2 separate regions of the Mus musculus genome follow, and region 1 is linked to region 2. A link is a contact called in public ChIA-PET data. All regions are on one chromosome and are shown on one strand. The core of a region is the stretch at or near the end of the contact, and the rest is flanking DNA. Distances in the headings are between cores, read along the strand shown. Region 1 holds the start of Gbp4 (guanylate binding protein 4). Region 2 has its middle 28 kb from the start of Abcg3.

The links. ChIA-PET counts read pairs in DNA pulled down with a chosen protein or histone mark.
Region 1: a contact with region 2 is called in an RNA polymerase II ChIA-PET map of effector CD8 T cells, with 186 read pairs. The contact joins the promoter of Gbp4 here to the enhancer-like site in region 2. A contact is called at or near these places in 1 of 15 datasets of contacts at CTCF or cohesin (CD8 T cells), 1 of 484 Hi-C or Micro-C datasets (Th1 cells), 5 of 115 datasets of contacts at active chromatin or transcription factors (CD8 T cells, effector CD8 T cells, embryonic stem cells and 2 more) and 3 of 9 other capture datasets (adipose tissue, embryonic stem cells and pancreatic islet).

Annotation. Positions count from the first base shown.
Region 1 is chr5:105,137,781-105,141,433 of GRCm38.p6, reverse strand. Gbp4 (guanylate binding protein 4) reads left to right here and starts at 1,848. Exons shown (of 12, transcript NM_001359079.1): 1 at 1,848-1,954; 2 at 2,617-2,715. The coding sequence starts at 2,701.
Region 2 is chr5:105,008,586-105,011,895 of GRCm38.p6, reverse strand. No RefSeq gene overlaps it. Among named protein-coding and RNA genes, the nearest start is that of Abcg3, 28 kb to the right of the region's middle. Within about 2 kb of position 1,320, at least 26 of the 459 cell types and tissues checked have an H3K27ac peak or open chromatin away from gene starts, as enhancers often do. A contact at or near this core is called in CD8 T cells, Th1 cells, effector CD8 T cells and 1 more, where this site is marked.

The DNA of each region.
Region 1 (3,653 bases), core at 599-3,098, 130 kb before region 2:
GCAAATGGATGGATCTAGAGGATATCTGGAGACCTAAGGAGATGCCTTATTCAGTGAACTGTTTGTTATGCAAGCATGGGGAAGTCAATTTGGATCTTCAGTGAAAAGCTGGGCATGGCAGTGTGTGCCTGTCATCCCAAGGCTGGGGTGGGGTCAGAGACAGCAAGGCCCTGAGGCTCACTTGTCAGCTAGAATAGCAAAGCAGTAAGAGGCACTTTTTCAAGACCTCAGCAAATACGTGCATTTGCACACCTGTGCTCACTCACACACACACACACCTCTCTCTCTCTTTTTCTCTTTCTCGATATAATATAGAAGAGAAACACAGGCAAAGGATCATAGAGATTTATCCTGATGTTTTGTAGATTCACTTGAGTGCTGAAGTGAACAAAAGGCTTAAGCAAGTGTTAGAGGCAGCCCTGCTCCTGCTGCTCCCCTCAATCCTGTCTCAGAAGTGCCACTCAACTGACAAGAGCTCCAGACCAGAGACTCCCCTGGCCTTAGTGGCATCCAAGAACCTGCTGACATGAACTTCTTCCCAGTCCTGGTGTGGACTCTTGTGTGAGTTCTACCTGGGCCTGCAAATAGGTGGCCATGCAGAGCTAACAGATGAATAGGGGGAGAGTTCACTGAAGTAGAATTAAGGTACCAGTTTACCTCCATGCTGCTGTCCTGCTCCTTTGTCCCTTTATCACTCTGAGTTCTGCACCAAATGTCTAGGAGAGTAAATTAAGGACCCTGAAGCTAGGTGCCTGGATATGGCCCAGTCTCCAATGGGTACTTCCTTCTTTAATCCTTCCTGTGAAAACACAATAGATCACTCTGCAGCCCCACCCAACACCCTCGCTTTGTGTTTCATCCTTTACAAATAGTATTCAATCTCCCATCAGAGACAAAGTTCAGATCCCAAACTGGCTGCCTTCCTAAGGGCTCAGAAAATAAAGCTTTCATTTTTAAGCTTCCATCTCAGAAGTGAGTTTTCTTAGCTTCTACCCTGAACACAACTCCTACTTACTATTCTTTAATTACTTCTTTGAAAACAGTTTTTAGATGGACTGTTGTGTTTTCTGAAAAAGAAAAAAGAAGCCAGGGATATGTGTGGTGGAGGCGGGGTATGGTGAGGTGGAAGGTGGTGTCTCTGAGGGCTCCTGCTGAGGCATCCTTTCCTCCTGAAGTACCAGCCACACAATTGTATAGTATAGAATAGAGTTTATTTAAGACATGGAGAGTGGAATTTGAGAGGGTAGTAGAGACAAAGAAAGGGGAACAGAGAGAGGGAGGAGGAAGCAGGGAGAGGACTGGAGAAGGAAAGAGGGTAAGAAAGGAAGAGAGGACTATCTGAGCAAGAGAGATAGAGATAGATAGATAGAGAGAGAGAGAGAGAGAGAGAGAGAGAGAGAGAGAGGGAGGGAGGGAGGGAGAGGGGACAGTGATGGTTCCTGTTTTAGAAAACACAGGTTTAAAACATTAAAGCTCTTCACTCAAAAAGCACCTGGAATTTCCCCTGAGAGAAGCACACGTGCAATCCTCCCAGATTGTGTCATTTACACTGATGGGGGCCTGGGTTTACTGTGCTTTATCTGTGCCTAGAAGGCTGGAGGAAACTGGAGATGGGTTCCAAAGAAAGAGAATGTAAATACTTTCCACAGTGGAAGCCTGCTGTCCCTTGGCTGCAACAGAGTATCTCACTGACTTTTCTGACACTAAGCATCCTCTGACCTCCCCTTCCAGTCTTGGCCAAGTTAACAATGCCTTGGTTTACTTTACTTTCAGTTTTGTTTTTGCTGCATCCTGTGTGAGTGTGTGTGTGTGTGTGTGTGTATGTGTGTGTGTGTGTGTGTGGTCAGCGCACATAAAAGAGGAGCAAAGAGAGCAGGAAGTGAGGAGAGCAGAAGTGAGCCTGAGGAGGCAGCAGCAGCTGAGAACTGCACTTGGACCTGTGCTGTGGGACCAGGTATATTTAATATTTACTTTTCCTTTCTTTAAGGAGCAACTTAGTCTGGACCTCAGCTTGATTTCCAAGTCAAAGGGGCAACTGAGGGAGGGGGAAGGGAGGCAGGTTCTGTGCTCTCTGGTCTGCAGGGGGCTGTGGCTGGCTTTAGGTCTAGGAGGTGAGTTTCTTTCCTCTGACAAAGGACAGATACAAAGTTGTAGCCTGACACAGCTGGCTGCCCTGCTCTGTTAGACACACTATGGGAAGAGCTCTGGTCCTTCCTCAGCTGGGACCACAGCAACAGCTCCTGCCCTGGTTCACAGGCAACTGTTGTCAAAGGAACATGTAGGAACCTTGTGCGGAAAATTCAGCACTTGACCTTGGCAAATATTTTTTGGAAATAAACTTAGTTTGTACCTCATCATCTTTTTAAGTTTAGTAAGTAGTCAAGCTCTGTCTTGGTGTTTAGGGTTTGTGTGTGTGTGTGTGTGTGTGTGTGTGTCTGTGTGTCTGTGTGTGTGTGTGTGTGTGTGTGTGATGTAGAGATCACATGGGCTCTCTGCATTTTGTTTGGGCTGCTCTTCTTATCTCATTAAAGGGATTAAGCTGCAGAGAGACAGTGTTGTGGAATCTGTGACTTCTGGGGATTGACACATTCTCTGTCCTTGGCATAATGTCCTCAGGCTCATCTGGGACTGGAGTGCAGAGGAGGGGAGGCAAGTTATGTGTTGTCTGACCTGCAGAGGTCTGTGGCTGGCTTTAAGTCTATGAAGGTCTACAAGGTAGTGTACAGTAGTTAATTTTATTCTCTTCTCTGGCTGAATAATATACAATTTGGTGTGCCATCACATTGTGGTGGGAAACTGGGCTTAATCCACATTGTGGGTATTGTGAACACAGCTACCATGATCATTAAAGATCAAAGGTCCATCCAAGTCCTTTTTGCTAGTTTGTGCTGAAATCAAAGAAGAGCTGTTAGATCAAATGTAACTTTCCATTGTCTTAGAAACCAGGATTGTTTCTCATGAGGAAATATTCTGTGTTCTTAGCTGCAGAGTACAGACACCGGAGTTGTTTAAATTCTGGGTTACATGGATTTGTTTTCCCATTGTGTGGTAGCTGTCCTGATGAGTATGAAGTGATGCCTTGTGGTTTGATTTGGACTTCCTCAATGTTTGTCACAGGGACTGAAGAATTATTGAGGAACAATACCATGTAGCTCTTAAAATAACCTAGTTTGTGCTTAAACTGCAAAGATCAGCAAAACTAAGCAGGTAATTTCAAATAATATATATGTTAGCCCAAAGCAAGCCTTAGCCTCAGTAAGCTCTAAGAAGCCAAATCACACATGATCATGTGACTATAGACTCTTACACCTGGTCCCTCAGCATGGCAAAACAGAAATCATATAATGAAAAGTTTCTTCATTTTGCAACCAATGTTTCCCTAATACATTCTGTAATGGGAACAGAGACACTTCAGCATTCACTCTGGTACTTCACAGTTTGTACATTCTATCTTTTTCAGATAATTTTTTTAATTTAAATTTTTTTGTACAAAGTGATTAGCAATAATGAATATGATCTTGTGTGCTCATGGATGTTTGTAAGCCTTCTCTGCAGAAATAAGCACCCAGTGATTTTCTCTGTTTAGAAATGAGTTATCTGTGATGAGTTGTATTGCTATTTTGTTGAAGATAGTAACCCTTTATCAAACATGT
Region 2 (3,310 bases), core at 71-2,570:
AGGTAGAATTTCCAGGGTCTGTTTTAGATAATTTTCAGAAAGTAAAACCACCAAGGAAAGCAGAAGTTTCTATTGTGCCCAAGTCTACAAGAAAGAAGTGTGCTGGTGGTGAGTATTTCCCCAAATGCAGAGAAGGCAATTGTGAAAGTTCTATCCTGACTTCCAACTCATCAGTCTTTAAAACACAGGAAGTGGACACATTGTGAACCCCAGTGTATCCACTGATATGTCACCAGCTCTTAAACATATATTCTCCACATCTAAGTCAGTCAGTCAGTCACGCACGCACACACACACACACACACACACACACACACACACACACACACACTATTCCTGACCTGACCTGTTGGTGTGGTAAGCAGAGAATATCTCCTACTGAGTCTCAGCAGACTTCTCTAAGAATGAGGTTGGCAGATCGGAAAGCGAATTTTTCTTTATTTTGTTAGAATTCAGTAGACATTAAATCCAATTAAACATCTGTTGCCACCTCAAGACATAACTGCTACTGAATGCATTTGAGGATGTCCTACCTGGCCAGTGATTACAGAGAGCATGAGATATATGTATACATTAAACTGAGTTATGCTACAGGAGATGATAGTGTCCTCACCTCAAGACTCGTAGTCTAACAAAGGTGTTTGTTTACTAATTCAGGTTTAACAACTTTAAATGAAATAAAACTGATTGCCACAGGCATCCAACAATTCATTGGGAGTGGATTTGAACTCTTGAGACTCGTGGCTGTTAGCAAAGATCCAGTGCCACTCTGAGAAGTGTGATTGCATCCTTGTCTCTGATGCAGGAGGTCTGGATCTTTAAGTGAGTTCTTGTCTATCGACAACAGGAGTAGCAGCAGAAGCTGGAGTGCTGAAGCTCCAGTGAGCTCTAGCTAGTGGGAGAAGCCTGAGGCTCTCCCTCCTCTCAGATTTAGATACTTTTTCTCAAGTTTAGTCTGTGCCTGGTCAGTCTTTTTTTTTTTTTTTTTCCGTGCAAAAAGTTCTATGTATTCGTTCATTTTTGTGCATGCACATGTATTCACATGCCACAGTGTATGCTGTTCCAGTCAGAAGACAGATTTAAGGATCACTTGGGTCCAGATTGTCTGAATGTGAACACATAAAGAAAGTAAGACTAAGCAGGGAAGACTGTCCCAGCCTAAGCCCTCTGCAGATGCTTGTCACAGGTTTCTAGGAGTTCTGGGTGCTGCTGTAGTCCTTGCAGCCTGCTGTCTGCTGCTTCCATCTGTAGTGCAGGATTTTGCTCAGCCTGGGCTTTTGTTTCTTTTGATGTGGCTGCTGCTACTGCACAAATGATGGTCTGTGGTTGGTTTGTGGAGCTCCAGCCTGCCTCCCAGTACTCAGAAAGGTGTTAGAAAGCTCAGGGTAGGACTACTGACTGCCTTTTTCCATGGCAGTGTACATAGCACTATGGGAGGAAATCCTCAGAGGGTAGGCTGCCAAATTAGGGGAATTTCCCAAGCACTCCACCTATATGAAGATCTATAGGCAATAAATGCTACTGAGAGGGAGAATCTGTGTTCTTCAAGTAGGAGTCCCCTGTTAGATTATCCAGTCATAAGTGGTCAGCCCTAAATACATACACATACAGCAATACCAAATAGACTCGATACATCACATGCCCATGTGCACATGCACACAGATGTGTCTTTACATCCCTCAGAGAAAGACATCCTGTCACGTAGCTATGGAAACTACTCATAGTCAGTCCTTGCAAATTTCTGAGGGAAAACTGGGTAAAAGTCCCAAAGTATGTGACATTTTTTTTTGACAGCATGCCTCAGTGATCAAAGAATGACATAACCAGAATATAATTTCCTCCCTTACTTGTTGGTGTTTAGAAGTTATGCTGACCTCCCTTGGACTGATATTTTGAATACAGTGGGTTAGTCTTCAAGATAAGTCAGTAAATTCGTAGCAACAAGAATGAATAAGTTCTCCAGTCATTAGAAATGGCACAAGACTTCAATTATATTTCCACCACTGAGCTTCTTCATAATAATTGTACCAAAGTATCAGCTCAATACTTCCTGAGGTCGAGCCAAACTCCAATGGCAGCTAATTCTACCCATGTCAACAATGCCCAGTGTGCACATAGTCACCTTCAGTATCATAGATACAGCCACATCAGACCTATGTCTTACTTATAAGCTACTAAGGGTCTTGAATGTCTGAATCTACATTCATTTTCTCTGGAATAGTTACTCTAGATTTTCCATTTTATCTTCAGTGTATTCTTCTGACTTTCTGTGTGAAAACATGAAGGTATCTGAAATGGAAGAGCATTCAAATACAGCTCAGACAGAAAATGGAAGTGTCTAGAGACATTTGGCCAAGAGGCTGACTTCTAAGTTGATATTTGTTCTGCCCAAACAAAATCGAAGTCCATAGTGAACTCTGTAAAACCCTTTCATATCATGAAACCAATGACCTTATATCACTTCTGTGGGTGCTTTTGGATCACATTCTCCCTCAGGCATCTTTCAGTATCTCATGGACCACAAATACTGCTGGCTGTCTTAGGGTTTTACTGCTGTGAACAGATACCATGACCAAGACAAGTCCTATAAAGGTCATCATATATTTGGGGCTGTCTTACAGGTTCAGAGTTTTAGTCCATTATCATCCAGGTGGGACCATGGCAGTATCCAGGCAAGCATGGTACAGGATGAGCTGATAGTTCTACATCCTCTTCTGAAGGCTGTTAGCAGAATACTGACTTCCAGAATGCTTGAATGAGGATCTTAAAGCCCACAACCACACTGAGACACCTACTTCAACAAGGCCATACCTCCTAACAGTACCATTCTCTGGGCCTATCATATACAAACCATCATACTGGTAATGGCAGTGTTCACTTGGTTAGGAATGAAGAAAAAGAAGCCTTTAACACTGCAACACTGCTCAGTGTAACTCCTGCTCCCTCATCCTCAGGAGGCAACCCCAGAGCTGAAAGCTTCAACATGTCCACAGAGAATACATTTATACTCTCCAGATTGGCAAGTTCTGTCTTTCACCATCCAGTATTTTAAAAAATATTCTATGGCATAGTTATCTGAAAACAATCATGATAGAAACAGTCTACAGCAATCCAATGTTTTCTGCTCTTACATCTTCACTAGTGCAAGGCTCAGGATGAGGAGTCAAGGTCACAGGATTTGTGAGCCTCCTTTTAAAATCTTACTTCTGTGTGGTGCTGTGCATTGAGTATTTCATTGTAGCACATTATTCGGTACTTTTGTGTCTTTCTATACAGAAATAGGTATTTGATAATATTCATGTCTTAGTAA